2 separate regions of the Sus scrofa genome follow, and region 1 is linked to region 2. Evidence: chromatin contacts called from public Hi-C data. All regions are on one chromosome and are shown on one strand. The core of a region is the stretch at or near the end of the contact, and the rest is flanking DNA. Distances in the headings are between cores, read along the strand shown. Region 1 overlaps RHBDD1 (rhomboid-related protein 4). Region 2 has its middle 610 kb from the start of IRS1.

Region 1 (2,909 bases), core at 305-2,804, 750 kb after region 2:
GTTCTCCGATGCCCTCCCCATCCTCCACCCCGGCCCTGCCACGGGGCACCTGGAAAGCCAGCTGTGATGCCCCCTTGTTGCAGGCTTTTCTCAGAACAGTTTATCTTCCTCTGTTTACACCTGTGAGAGAAGCCTACCGGTGGCTTCCAGCTTTTGTGAGAGCTTCGAATCACGATGTCCTCCTTGGCTGCTCAGCATCTCAGGGACAGTTTCCTGGGTCAGGGATGGTTTTTATAATTACGTGTTGATAGCGGTGTCTCTCGACATGTAGGTAGGCCCCATTCAGGCTGACAGTATTGGAAAAGTAGCACTAATTTGGATTTTTATACGGTCTTTACAGCACAGATGTGCGTACCACCTCTTAGCCTATTTCTAGATACTGAAGTTCTCTAATGGCTTGGAATCCAGAGCCCAGACAGACCTCGAGCATTTGGAAGAGGAAACAAATAGACCGAATGGTATTCTGAAGCCTCCTGTCACCCATTCCCCCCGTTTATGTTACGCTTGTTATTGGCAGCAGCTCCCCATGTAAGTTTCTTTGTCCCTTCCCAAAGTTCTCCTCCTGGCCCTCTGTCTTTTCCCCCTTATTCTTTGATTTTCTAGCATGATATTTACTGGGGTTTTTGTTTGTTTAATGTTAAAAGGAATTTTAGGAGGTGGAGGTTTCTGAGGGAAACACTGGCTAATTCCAAATGCTCTATGATTATAAAAATTCACAGAAACATTACCTTTGGGCCTTTGCTTCAAGAGCCGGAAGTCGGGCTGTTTCTGATGTGAAACTCAAGTGGGAGCGAGTGGAGAAAACACAGGACAGATCCAGATGTCACCTGCGGTGCTTCTCTCTGCCTCTGTCTGCACAGGGCATCTGAGAATCTGGCCAAAGAGCAAGGGTGTCAGGGATGTTTCTGAGAGCAGGACCTGCCCAGCGTGAGAGAGGGGGTACTGTTCTCGCCCGCGGAAGGAGGGAGCTGCCGGCCCAGGCGGAACCTGCTGAACCACCAAGTACCAAGCTGCCGGCTCCAAAGATGCCTTTGTGGCTTCTCCCATCCCAGGCCGCCCAGGACAGCAGCAGCGAGGTGTCTGCGGTCATAGGCTCAGGAATTAAAAACAGTCTCTGGGGAGGAACCACTGGTGCTGGCGACCTTTGCAGATTATGGCCTCACAGAGTACTCACTAATACGCCTCCACACTTTGAACCACTAACTGGGGCCCAGTCCAGACCAGCGTTCGATGCCCTCCTGGATCCTGCTTCCCACCCCCGCCCACCCGCCACGTCTTCTGGGGTAGGACCAGGAGAGGGGCAGAAAGAAAGAGGATTGGGTGTCGGGGGTGGGGGGGGTGTCAGGTGAAAATGTAAGGCAGGGAACAGACTACTTTGATTCGGTTTAAAGCAAGTCATTTTTAGTATTACTGCATCCAGGATGAGTTGTCGTCTTATCACAGATTGTATCTGTTTATCTCTTCTCGTTTGGAGTTCGAGCGATACAGATCATTCCAGTAAGAAGCGCTCAGCTACGCCAGGCAGCGTGCACCATAGCCAGAGAAAATTCTGAGCTCAGAGCTGGTGAAAAGCTCTCTATCCGCATCCGTATCTACCACCGCATCTGTATCTCCCCCAGGGCCTCTCTGCTCTGGAAGAAATCTGATATGACACAGAAACTGCTAGATGCTGGCAAATAATCCCCGGGTTTCAGACCATCTAGACAATAAACAACTCCATAATATTCAGTGCAGCAGCTTCTGTAGAGCCCATCTGTTTCAAAATAACCCTAATTCTGCTTACAATGCGGAATGCTTTGTTGACTGGAATTTGTCCTAGTTTTTCTTCAGCCGATTCAGAGCCATGGGCCTCTGGCTCCACCTGCTGGCAAGTGGAAGGACTGGAGTGAAACCCAGAGTGGATGCTTTCAGTTGAAAGACAAATCTGAGCTGTAGTTCAGGGATTCTAAAGGCTGGGATAGCTCAGAATCACCGGGGAGTTCATTAAAATACAGTGGCCTAGGCTCCAGGCCAAGCCTGCTGAGTCGGAAACTCTCAGACAGCTCTCCTGGTGATTGATACACCAACATCAGAGAACCACCTGGAATTCAGAGTCACCTGGAATTCAGGGACCTGAACCAGCAAGGTCAAGGATGACCCCACCATATCCCGCTCACCTGCAAACCGGGAAAGTGACCAAGCCTCCTTGAGGTGCCCACTCCTGTCTCTTCCAGTTAGTTTATCCTGGTACCTCTTGGTGATAGAGTCAAAGCTTTATTCCCTGGGAACACATCAAAATAGTCTTTGTAAAGTGGAAGAACCTGGCAAACACTCCTTAACCCAGTGCTCAAGGTTATTTCTCGGGTGATAAGTCCTGTGATCGCGTGACATGACAGGAAGGGCACGTCCCGCTCTGGTCTTCTCCCCAAAACCTTAACTCCAGTCTAACGAGGAGGAGAAACATCAGACAAACCAAATTGGGGAACACGTTGCAGGCTGGTACGTCTCAAAATTGTCAAGGTTATGGGAAATAAGAAAAGACTGTGAAAGTACCACAGGCCAGAAGGGACTAAGGAAGGCTGACAGCTAAATGGACTGTTGGATCCTAGAACAGAAAAGGAAGTGAGTGGAAACACCAGTGAGCTTCAAGCAAAGTCTGGAATTTAGTGAATAGTAATATACCTGTCTGTACCTGGTTGGTTTTGACAACTGGATCATGATAGTGTAAGGTATCCGGCTGTATTCTCTTTGTAACTTTTCTGTAAATCTCAAATTATTACACAGTAGAAAGTTTATTTTAAAAACGTGAGGGGGAGTGGGCAGGGTGGCCTGAATTAAACCACATGAGGTAGCAGAAGTTGCCAAGGACAACCGCGTGGCCAGTTCTCAGCCCAGCTGTTGGAAGTCACAGCCAGGCTGGCCGGAAGGGC
Region 2 (2,706 bases), core at 76-2,575:
TTTCATATAAAGGAAACATTCATTCCTACTATTCAGTAAAATGAATCTGTAGATCACCAGTTATCTCATCAGTAGATTAGATCAACACTACTGATCTAATCAGCTCTGTGTGTTGTGGAGAACTCAGATTTCTATCCACACACAGGGATTTATCTTGGCATTTTCTGCTACAACTGCTGCTTAACAAATTTTTAAAAATAAGTGCCCCCAAATGAAATATTCTAAGGGGTTGAAAAAAGTATTGCTTTAAACATTTTATTTTTAATTTTAATGATTAGTGTGTGTGTGTTGGCGGGGGTGATTCCCAGTGCCATGTAGGGAGATACAAGGGTGGAGATTCCTGGGCTGATCTATTTTATCCACAGATGAAATGACAGTGTGAGCAAACAGATGTTTGATCTATGCCTCTGAGCTTGGCGTAGCTAAAGGGAAGGATGCATTCCTTCCTATTGCTGGAGTCCCCCACCCAATCCCAAATATCAAAGCAAAAAAATTTGCATGCTCCAAAAAATAGAACCAAGATATAAGTGAAGAACTCTTCAAATATTTGTTTTAAAAATCCTTTGAGAGTGTATTGAATTTGGATCATGAAAGCAGAGGTCAATTTGTATTTTTTCATTTTTCCCAGTTTCACATTTTTAAAAAATGCTCTTTCACCACCTCCATGTGCAGAGGGCTATGAACTTGCTTTGTTTCCCAACTGACCTATTCATATCAAGTTAGTTACACCCACTTAAGTCCCTTCCTCAATTTTGGCTTGTCCAGTGAACCCTCCTATGGAGCTGGGAACTGATATAGAAATTTTGTGGGGTGTTTTGTTTGTTTGTTTTTTAACAGAAAATGGAATCCCTCAATGCCACAAGACACCCTTTCTTATTAAGAAACAAAAGGCATGGAAATTGCTAAAAAACAAATCAATTTCTATTAGAAAAAGTTACACGATTGGAAAAAGAAGAGCACATTGCTGTAATTACCGGTACATCAAGCAGGGATGAACAGCTGCGTGAACTTGGAGGCGGTAGAATAACAGCCACTGAGCCAGCTTCCCCATATGGTCCAAGGGAGGAGGTGGGGCTTCTAGCGGCTGAGGGGTTGGAGAGGTGAGGAGGGGGCACACTCAAATCCCATTCAAGTGAGAAACTCAAGCCAAGAAATGTCTGGCTTTCCAATCCAAACCCAGCTTCTTTTGAGCTGCAGTGGGAAAAATCCCCCTGGCCTCCATAACAAAAGCCTCTAAAATCAATGTTGTTTTTTCCTAAAGAGAGCAAAATGTGAGTGTTTTCAGACTTTTGGCTCCCCTGCTACTAATAGAAAAGATGACTTAAGAAAGACTGAATCACTTCCTCAGCCTTCTTGGGGTGTGGCTATGACTTGAAATGGTTGGTATCACTTCATAAACACTGTACAATCTAGCATTTGCCTTCTTCCCAATTAGAAGTTGGGTCCAGCCAACAGTGATGGGTCCCCACCACCAGGTAGTGGTCTCAGTCTGTTGCAGTGAAAAGCATTATAGCCTTCTAATTGGCATCCCCTTCAGAATTTGGCAAATTTGGTAAAAGCAGACCAGCACTATGGTAACCTTTCATTATCAATGCAAATCCTAACAGAAAAGCATTCCATTCTCCTTACATTGTATGTCATAAATGAAACACAATAAATTTTCTTGTGAAAACTTCTCAAAAGCCATTCCTGAATAGATGAGGCAGAAAATGCTTGCATTATACTACACAGAGCTAAAATTTGAGAGTCATTGGACGACTTGGCTATAAGGAATCTTTAGCTATTTGCAGGGTGAAATACCAAATAGGTTACATCATTTGCAAGGAGATGCCTTGTAAGTACCATGTCCAAAACCACTCTAGTTCCGACTATATGGAGGGTTATTATCACAGAGGATGGTGGCCAGCTGTTCTTCATTGCCACTGAAACAGAATGAGGAAAAAAAAAAAAAAGGCATTAAAATGGAATTGGAGGAATTCAAGCTTCCTGAAAATCTGAGTTGGTTAACAGGGGAGGGATCCATCCAAGAGGAGTTATATAATAGACATCTTTCATCACTGATTTTTTTTTTTGAAAAGAGATACAGTTCAGATAAAATTTTGTCTATCAGTCAAATAATTTGATAACCTTACCAAATTTGTCCTACTGAAAAAAAAATCTGAAAAATGTTTAAGAGTTATGACTGTGGGAAATTAGGCTATGTACGGAGAGTAACATATCCAGTTATGTGATGACACATGAAATCTCATAAAATGAGAGGGTATCACTAAAGTAATCCTGTCTGAAAGGGGTACATTTCATGACATAGATTTAGACAGGTTTATTCCAAAACGAAGTATAATAATTCCCCTGTAAATTAATACTTAATCATCTTTAGAAATATCTAAATTTTGAAATAGAAACAGCATTCTATTCAAATTAGGTATAATACTGTTTCTTAGGAAATAATTAGGTAGATAGATAAACACAAATTTATTTTTTGACAGGTAATTTGGAGTGCACATTCATATTCAATTTATGGGTTCTCTACTTAGGAATTTATAACTATATTCAAGCAGGTACTTAAATATTAACCACGTAAGACTTTCTTAATAAAGCAATTCATAAATCAGCTATGGGAAAGACACTCCAGTCTTTCACACATGGAGTAAATCTTTCACTGGCAGACTTCGAGCTCCATAGAACCCTTCCTTTTGTGTTTTTCAT

What was found. Hi-C and Micro-C count contacts between places; a contact is called where the count stands out from the background.
Region 1: a contact with region 2 is called in a Hi-C map of fetal skeletal muscle, with 2.2 times the contacts expected there. The contact joins two enhancer-like sites. A contact is called at or near these places in 2 of 47 Hi-C or Micro-C datasets (embryonic fibroblasts and fetal skeletal muscle) and 1 of 2 datasets of contacts at active chromatin or transcription factors (skeletal muscle).

The regions. Positions count from the first base shown.
Region 1 is chr15:128,454,102-128,457,010 of Sscrofa11.1, forward strand. All of the region lies in intron 6 of RHBDD1 (rhomboid-related protein 4), which reads left to right. Among named protein-coding and RNA genes, the nearest start is that of RHBDD1, 110 kb to the left of the region's middle. Within about 2 kb of position 1,555, at least 17 of the 83 cell types and tissues checked have an H3K27ac peak or open chromatin away from gene starts, as enhancers often do. A contact at or near this core is called in fetal skeletal muscle, where this site is marked.
Region 2 is chr15:127,699,941-127,702,646 of Sscrofa11.1, forward strand. No RefSeq gene overlaps it. Among named protein-coding and RNA genes, the nearest start is that of IRS1, 610 kb to the right of the region's middle. Within about 2 kb of position 1,326, at least 8 of the 83 cell types and tissues checked have an H3K27ac peak or open chromatin away from gene starts, as enhancers often do. A contact at or near this core is called in fetal skeletal muscle, where this site is marked.